Regions from separate parts of the Capsicum annuum genome. Here region 2 is linked to region 1. Evidence: chromatin contacts called from public Hi-C data. All regions are on one chromosome and are shown on one strand. Each heading gives the region's core, a stretch centred on a gene start, on an enhancer-like site or on the middle of the called end of the contact. The rest is flanking DNA. Distances are from core to core; before and after follow the strand shown.

What was found. Hi-C and Micro-C count contacts between places; a contact is called where the count stands out from the background.
Region 2: a contact with region 1 is called in a Hi-C map of leaf, with 2.8 times the contacts expected there. The contact joins two enhancer-like sites. A contact is called at or near these places in 2 of 5 Hi-C or Micro-C datasets (leaf and placenta).

Annotation. Positions count from the first base shown.
Region 1 is chr1:203,454,790-203,458,870 of UCD10Xv1.1, forward strand. It overlaps LOC107874211 (G-type lectin S-receptor-like serine/threonine-protein kinase LECRK2), which reads left to right. Exons shown (of 1, transcript XM_016721060.2): 1 at 1-4,081. The coding sequence starts at 414. The coding sequence ends at 2,834. Among protein-coding and RNA genes, the nearest start is that of LOC107874211, 4.8 kb to the left of the region's middle. Within about 2 kb of position 2,357, at least 3 of the 5 cell types and tissues checked have an H3K27ac peak or open chromatin away from gene starts, as enhancers often do. A contact at or near this core is called in leaf, where this site is marked.
Region 2 is chr1:203,531,207-203,535,344 of UCD10Xv1.1, forward strand. LOC107874197 (linoleate 13S-lipoxygenase 2-1, chloroplastic) reads left to right here. Exons shown (of 10, transcript NM_001325046.1): 4 at 1-316; 5 at 723-808; 6 at 1,145-1,255; 7 at 1,616-1,917; 8 at 2,478-2,744; 9 at 3,654-3,994. Among protein-coding and RNA genes, the nearest start is that of LOC107874197, 11 kb to the left of the region's middle. Within about 2 kb of position 1,800, at least 1 of the 5 cell types and tissues checked has an H3K27ac peak or open chromatin away from gene starts, as enhancers often do. A contact at or near this core is called in leaf, where this site is marked.

The sequences.
Region 1 (4,081 bases), core at 1,107-3,606:
CACACTTTCTCATAAGATTTTCTATTTTCTAAAAAAGAACCATTTAACAAGTGGATGGCCATGATTTTTGTAACAAAAAGTTTTCTCTTAATTAAAAGTTCCTTGTAGATTGGAAAGTCCTATGTTGTCAATCAAGATTTTGGTTCATAATATTCAAAGCCATCAATCATTTAATAGTGTAAAAGTATTGACTCTCCAATTCTTGAATTCCACTTGTGACTTCAATAACAAACCCCAATTTTCTTTTGTTAAAAGACTATGAGGTATTTTGATTAAGCTTTATAAGCTGGTCAAATAGACTTTATAAGTAATCGCGTAATTGGATAGAAGTGCTGAAACAAGCTTATCGACTATTTAAGGTGGTTACATTTCCATGTTATTGTACTTGTGAAATCCCAAAAAAAACAAAAATAATGATCAAAGTGAGTTTGTTACTTTTTCTCCTACTCAACTTGTTGATTCATATTCCAAATTTTGCATCGTCACAAACCAAAAATGATGTGAAAATTGGATCATCACTCATTGCTGGTGATGATAAAACATCTCCATGGATTTCTCCTAATGGAGATTTTGCATTTGGATTCCAACAACTAGGTAATGAAGATCAATTCCTAGTGTCAATATGGTACAACAAAATACCAGAAAAAACTATAGTTTGGTATGCAAATGGTGATAATCCATGTCCTAAAGGATCAAGAATCGAGCTACTTGCTGATCGTGGATTAGTCCTTACTAGTCCACAGCAAGATGAGACTTTGATTTCTGATCCTTTGATTGGTGTTGTTGCTTATGGTTCTATGAAAGATACCGGTAATTTCGTGGTTGTTAACAAAGATTCTGAAAGTTTATGGGAAAGTTTCAATCAAAGTACAGATACAATCTTGCCAACTCAAGCATTTGCAGAAGGATTCAAGATTTCATCTCGTCGATCAGAGACTAACTTTTCGAGGGGTAGATTCTTGCTCAGGATGTTTAAAAATGGGAATATTGGAATTGCTACTGTGAACTTGCCTAGTGAATATATCAATGAGAACTTTTTCTTGATTCGTAGCTTCGATCAGTTGAATGCAACGAATTATCAGTTGAAGTTCAATGAATCAGGCCAAATTTTCCACTTGGTGAACAACAGCAAAGAGGTTGTTCTATCAAAGGGTGATATTGGACCATCAACACGGTTCTATCATCGTGCCACGCTCAATTTTGATGGCGTATTTACTCTCTATCAGCACCCGAAAGAGCCTAAAAGTACTGATGTTTGGTCTACTGTATGGTCAGTTCCTGATAATATTTGCTATAGTTTTCCTACTCAAAAAGGTACTGGTGTATGTGGATTTAACAGAATTTGCAGACTAAGTATCGACAAAAGACCGGATTGTCAGTGTCCGCGAGGGTTTTCACTAGTCGATCCAGAGGATGATTACAAAGGTTGCATACCGGATTTCGTGCAGGAGTGTGGTGACAATCAAGATAATGCAAGAAATGATCAGGTTGAGATGGAAACTATGACGAACATCGATTGGCCTACAAGTGATTACGAGCAACTTCAGCCTTTCGATGAAGAAAAATGTAAGACAGCATGTTTGAATGATTGTATGTGTGCTGTTTCGATTTTTCGAGAAAATAGTTGTTGGAAGAAGAAGTTGCCCCTTTCAAATGGTAGAGTGGATAATAGAGTGAATTCTAAAGCATTCATCAAAAGAAGGAAAGGTAACATTGCTTTAGAAGATCCTAATACTTCAAAGCCAAACAAGAATCAAGAAACTATCATCATTATTATATCAGTGTTCTTAGGTAGTTCTGTTTTTGTTAATTGCCTACTTCTAGTAGTACTTTCTCTTGTTTTTTTTCTCATTTATCGTAACAAAATCTCAACGTTTGATCGAAATGGAAGTACCATGGATCAAACATTGAGGTACTTTTCATACAAAGATATGTCAAAAGCCACAGAAGGATTCAAGGAAGAACTTGGAAGAGGGGCATTTGGGATAGTCTACAAAGGTGTTGTCGAGATAGGCAGTCCTATTCCGGTAGCTGTCAAGAAGTTGGATCGGATAGTCCAAGACGGAGATAAGGAATTCAAGACCGAGGTGAATGTGATAGGCCAAACACATCACAAGAATCTAGTCCGTTTAATCGGATTTTGTGATGAAGGTCCTCATAGGTTGCTTGCCTATGAGTTCATGAACAATGGTTCATTATCAAATTTTCTCTTTGGTGATCTAAAATTGACATGGAACCAAAGGACTCAAGTGGCACTCGGGATAGCAAGAGGGCTATTGTACTTGCACGACGAGTGCAGCACACAGATCATTCATTGCGACATAAAACCACAAAACATTCTTCTTGATGATCATTATGATCCAAGAATATCGGATTTTGGACTAGCAAAGTTGTTGAGGATGGATCAAACCGAGACTCAAACAGCGATAAGAGGAACGAAAGGGTACGTTGCACCAGAATGGTTTCGAAACATGCCAATCACAGTGAAAGCAGATGTGTATAGCTTTGGTGTTTTGCTACTAGAAATCATTTGTTGTAGGAGAAATGTGGACTTTGATGTTGGTGAAGAGAGAGCAATTTTGACTTATTGGGCTTATGATTGTTACCAAGAAGGTACAATATATGAACTTGTTGAAAATGATTCTGATGCAATTAGTGATAGAAAAAAATTAGAAAAATTTCTAATGGTAGCTATTTGGTGCATTCAAGAAGATTCTTCATTGAGACCTACTATGAAAAAAGTAGTGCTAATGCTTGAAGAAATTGTTGAAGTTCCTAGTCCTCCATGCCCAAATCCTTATAGGACTGAAAATTCTCTTGTAGACGCGGTCTAAGAGAGAATTTCATCAATCCAAAGCACGAAGCATCCTGCATTCGTGCAACTCCAGAGGAAATGTCGCTTCCCGGGGTGTAATGTTATTGGTAGCCTACACTGATGCAAGCATCAATAGCTGATTTCATGGCTCGAGAACCAATGACTTATAGTATGCCTTGTTGATCACTTGTGTATAACAAATTTGCTATTGTTTTCTACTTGTTTATATTGATCTAGGGATAATTATTGTATACATTTTTAATCACTTGTATACATGCATAGTTTAGTGAATATTGTTGTGATTATGATATTGATAAATTCTTTATCTATAGATAGGTAGAGGTTGTTAGTACTCATTCTTTACTTGCAACTTGCTAAGTAGCATACATTAGGGTTCTTGATTTTTCCATTAACTCCATTATGACAATATACAAAATGTTTTGTTTTAACTTCTAATTTATGAGTAGGTTGATATATAAAATGCAAATTTGGGTTAATTTGGGAGGATTGAGTTATCCCTTTACATAATTCATCTTGATTCTAACTCATTTTGACCCGGGAAACCTTTGGGTGGGTTAAATTATGATCTAATAATTAACTTAATCCATTTTGACCTGATCTGCTCATTTGCTAACCCTACGAGTACTCCTGTAAGGGGACACCTCAAGCAATTTCCTACTAGAAAAGTGTTACTGACTTGTTAGAATTTGATTTGACATCAGCAATATTGGCTAAAGAATAGTAATTTTCATATGTACTATAGGAAATTGAAAATTATTACTTTTTGGTGAGTATATGCTTAATTGAAAAACTTACAAAATACTTTAGAGTCGAGTGATTGGACGACTGCATACTTAATGTATACATTTAGGAGGTTTATAGTTTTGGGGTGTGGTGGGGTGGGGGGTGCCTAAAAGTTTTGAGAAAATGCATATAAATCTCGACAGTTTGTAACTTAATTACAGATAATCCCCACATTTTGCATAATTATTGAAAAGTTTTGATTTTGGATTTGTCGAGATACATAATTTGCTCCCGATACATCCAACGAATATACATTTTTTCCTTTATAAAGATCAATAACTAGCCCCCAATACAATTTTTTTCAATTTTGGATCTACCGAGATATATAATACATTCAACAAAGATACATTTTTTCCTTTGTAAAGATACATAATTTGCTCTTGATACATTTTTTCTGATTTGTCTGTCAAGATACATAATTAGACCCCGATATATCTAATGAAGAAACATAATTAGTTGTGA
Region 2 (4,138 bases), core at 550-3,049, 76 kb after region 1:
TCAGAATCAAGGAGTAACTCAGTGTACGTACCAAGAGATGAAACATTTTCAGAAGTGAAGAGCTTAACATTCTCAGGCAACACAGTTCACTCTGTCCTACACGCCGTCGTGCCGGCATTGGAGTCAGTTGTCTCCGATCCCGATCTAGGGTTTCCTCATTTTCCGGCTATCGACTCGCTTTTCAATGTCGGCGTCGATATTCCGGGACTTGGAGAGAAAAAAGGGGGACTATTGAATGTCATACCAAGGCTCTTTAAGGCTATTTCTGATACTGGAAAAGATGTTTTGCTCTTTGAAACCCCTCAATTGCTTGAAAGTAAGTATCAACTATGCTGCTTGAACTCTTGAAAAAAAAATTGACATTTGCATGTCAAATATTCTAAAAATAGTGTATTTTTAGTGAATCCGACATGAGTGCGAATCATTTTTGAAGAGTTCGAGTAATGTAGCCAACACATGCATATGGTCTGATTGATTTATCGTTGCATTATATATATATGTTGGTTGGATCGACCAAAAATATTGTTAAATTAGTAAGGATCACGATCCTCCAAAAATACATAATATTTTGATGATTCATAGATTTTCTTAATAAATATACAGATTAGTAAGTTGGAATCACTTTAGTAAAATTATATTATATATTTTGATCGTTAATTACAAAATTTCATGTAAAAATTAATATTTATATATATGTTTTTTTTTATGTATATTTATGGCAGGGGACAAATTTTCTTGGTTTAGAGATGTGGAATTTGCTCGTCAAACTTTAGCTGGTTTGAATCCATATAGTATACGATTGGTTACGGTATGTCATATACTCTCTTTAATTCTATTGATATATATACATACCACGAGTATAAGATTCTGTGAGGATATGTATTTACTGACGGAATCATAATTTTCATTATGAGGTGATAACAACCACTATCTATACATAACAATAATTTTATATTTATTCAAGACGCTTGTACTTGTACCAGATTGTCATCTCGATTTCTGTACTCTAAGTCATTAATTTCTAGTTTCTTTTTTTGTTTTAGAAAAATTGCTCGTGAATTAGGTCGATTTATATACATTTTGGGTAAAAAATATCAATTTAATGGTTGAAATATTTTGAGCTAAAATATTTATGAAAATACAGGAATGGCCATTGAAGAGCAAGCTAGACCCTGAGGTGTATGGACCTCCTGAATCAGCAATTACAAAAGAGCTAATTGAACTAGAAATTGCAGGATTTATGACTGTTGAAGAGGTATATATAAACACATTATTCTTATGTATTTTTATTTCAATTATGAGAAAAATACATTTATTTTGGTTTGTATATTGGCAGACGATAACATGAATGACTTCGATAAGAGGTGGTCTTATAATGTTGGCAAAAGTTACATGTGTTAGCTCAATTGCTCACATGTCAATATAAAATAGGCAACACATTGCACTATCTCTATGTCACAACATTATAACCAAAATTGTTCCCGATGGGCAACACGTGTCATTTTGTTTAAAGATTTTGTTAAGGGGGGTTAAAAATTCAAAAGATGGCCCCTTATGGTTTAAGTGTTTCCTTATGATCATTTTATTGAGTTACACATACCCAACGTCAATGCAGGCAGTTGCACAAAAGAAGTTGTTCATACTAGATTATCATGATTTGTTGATGCCATATGTAAACAAAGTGAATGAACTCAAAGGAACAGTACTCTATGGATCAAGAACTTTGTTCTTCTTGACACCTGATGGAACATTGAGACCATTGGCCATTGAGCTAATTAGGCCACCAGTAGATGGTAAGCCGCAATGGAAGCGCGTTTATTGCCCAACTTGGCATGCCACTGGTGCTTGGCTATGGAAATTGGCTAAAGCTCATGTTCTTGCTCAAGACTCAGGCTATCACCAACTAATTAGTCACTGGTACGTTATCAGGTCACCTAAAAGATATTTCTTCTTATGACGTCAGATTTATAATCTTGAAACTAAAACAAGTAAAAGTGACTTGATATGATGATAGTGTAAAGAATTTTTACATTATTACACTACTAAAACATCACTTTTTTCCCATTGGTAAATGTTCAGTGGCGTGCTGTTCCCGCATATATATTATGATTGAATCAGTGTGAAAAAAATCTCATTCCCACCATGTGTTTTTCCAGTGAACGGGCTCGGTGGGAAAACCCTCTAGTTCTAGTAGTGTCAGGTCCCTAAAAGATATTAGTTACATATAAGTTCGTAGTCTTGAAAATAAGATAGGTTACCTAAGGAAAGGTGACTTGATAGTATAAAATTTCCTTACGTTGACGGTGTATATAATAATATAAACTCTTTGTTAGTCATTGCTACATTATCAGGTCACCTAAAAGATATTTACATTTACGTCTTCTTTTGCAAGCTGTTAGAAATCTTGAAAATAAAACAAGGTAACTCTGATGCTGGTGTATAACATATTGCTCATTTTGTTCTCCAAAATTTTGCAGGCTAAGAACTCATTGTTGTACAGAGCCATACATCATAGCAACAAATAGGCAACTAAGTGCAATGCACCCAATATACAGATTATTGCATCCTCATTTCAGATATACAATGGAGATAAATGCCTTGGCTAGAGAAGCACTTATAAATGCCAATGGTATCATTGAGAGTTCATTTTTCCCTGGCAAGTATGCATTGGAGTTGAGTGCTGTTGCCTATGGTCTTGAATGGAGATTTGATCAAGAAGCACTCCCAGCAAACCTTATTAGCAGGTAAATAATTCACTAATCTTCTGTTTTTTGTTTTCGATTTGGTGTCTGGTATCTGTTTTAGAACTCGACTAGTCTGCATTCACATTAAAAGAATCCCTCTTTAGGAGTAAAGCGCTCCCAACCAAAGGCGAGTCGATTCATTGGGGTCGAACTCGAGACCTGTGGTTATAGATGGAGAAATGTTAAGCACTCTACCACAACTTTTTGTGATCATTAGTCTTGTTTATACTATTTGTGGATCCCATTTGATGGTTAGGGCTCGCATTGGGGTCCGACTAATCCGAAGTTGAGTTAGAAAATCCTATTTTGTAGGTAAAATGCTCATAACCAAAGGTGACTCCATTCGGAGGGGTTGAACTTGAGACCTCGAATATTTACCATCCCACCGCAAAGTTTGATGGTCACTAATCCTTTCAAAAAAGGCAGCCTGGTGCACTAAAGCTCCAGCTATAGACAGGGTGTGGGGAAGGGCCCCACCATAAGGGTGCATTAATTATACGCAGCCTTACCGTGCTAGATGCTGTTTCAAACGCTTGAACCCGTGACCTCCTGGTCACATGGCAACAATTTTATCAGTTACTCCAAGGCTCCCCTTCCATGGTCGCTAATCCTTTGTGAAGTTCTATTTTTGAGTTCACTAATCCTTTCCTAATGGCATAATCATAAACGTCTCCTTTAACTTGGCCTTAGTTGGTATCTATGCCTTCCAACTTTGGATGTACAAGTAGGCACTTAAAGTATCACACAATTGAACAAGTATACACACACGTCCTACATCGCAAATCTCACGTTATTGACATGTACAACACGTGCAACTCATGCGATGAGAATCTACTATATATATAATATTTATATGATGAAAAGGGTTAGGACCTTCCACTAACATGTTATTTTGTGCAAAATTTACAGGGGATTGGCTGTGGAGGATCCAAATGAACCACATGGATTGAAGCTCACAATAGAAGATTACCCTTTTGCTAATGATGGTTTAGTACTTTGGGACACACTTAAACAATGGGTAACAGCTTATGTCAACCACTATTATCCACAAACAAATCTTGTTGAATCTGATATAGAACTTCAAGCTTGGTGGTCAGAGATAAAAAATGTTGGTCATGCTGACAAGAAAGATGAGCCATGGTGGCCAGAGTTGAAAACTCCAAATGACTTAATTGGTATTATCACAACAATAGTTTGGGTAACTTCTGGACACCATGCAGCTGTTAACTTTGGTCAATACAGCTATGCAGGTACACTCACCTTTTTTACTTTACTCTAATTTTCAATTTTTTAATACTGTCAACGTATATAAGTTAATAAAGAGGAAATTCGGAGTAACAATAAAGTTATTTTTGTGGATCGCGTGTCCGAGTTGGAAACTAGTCATTGATGTT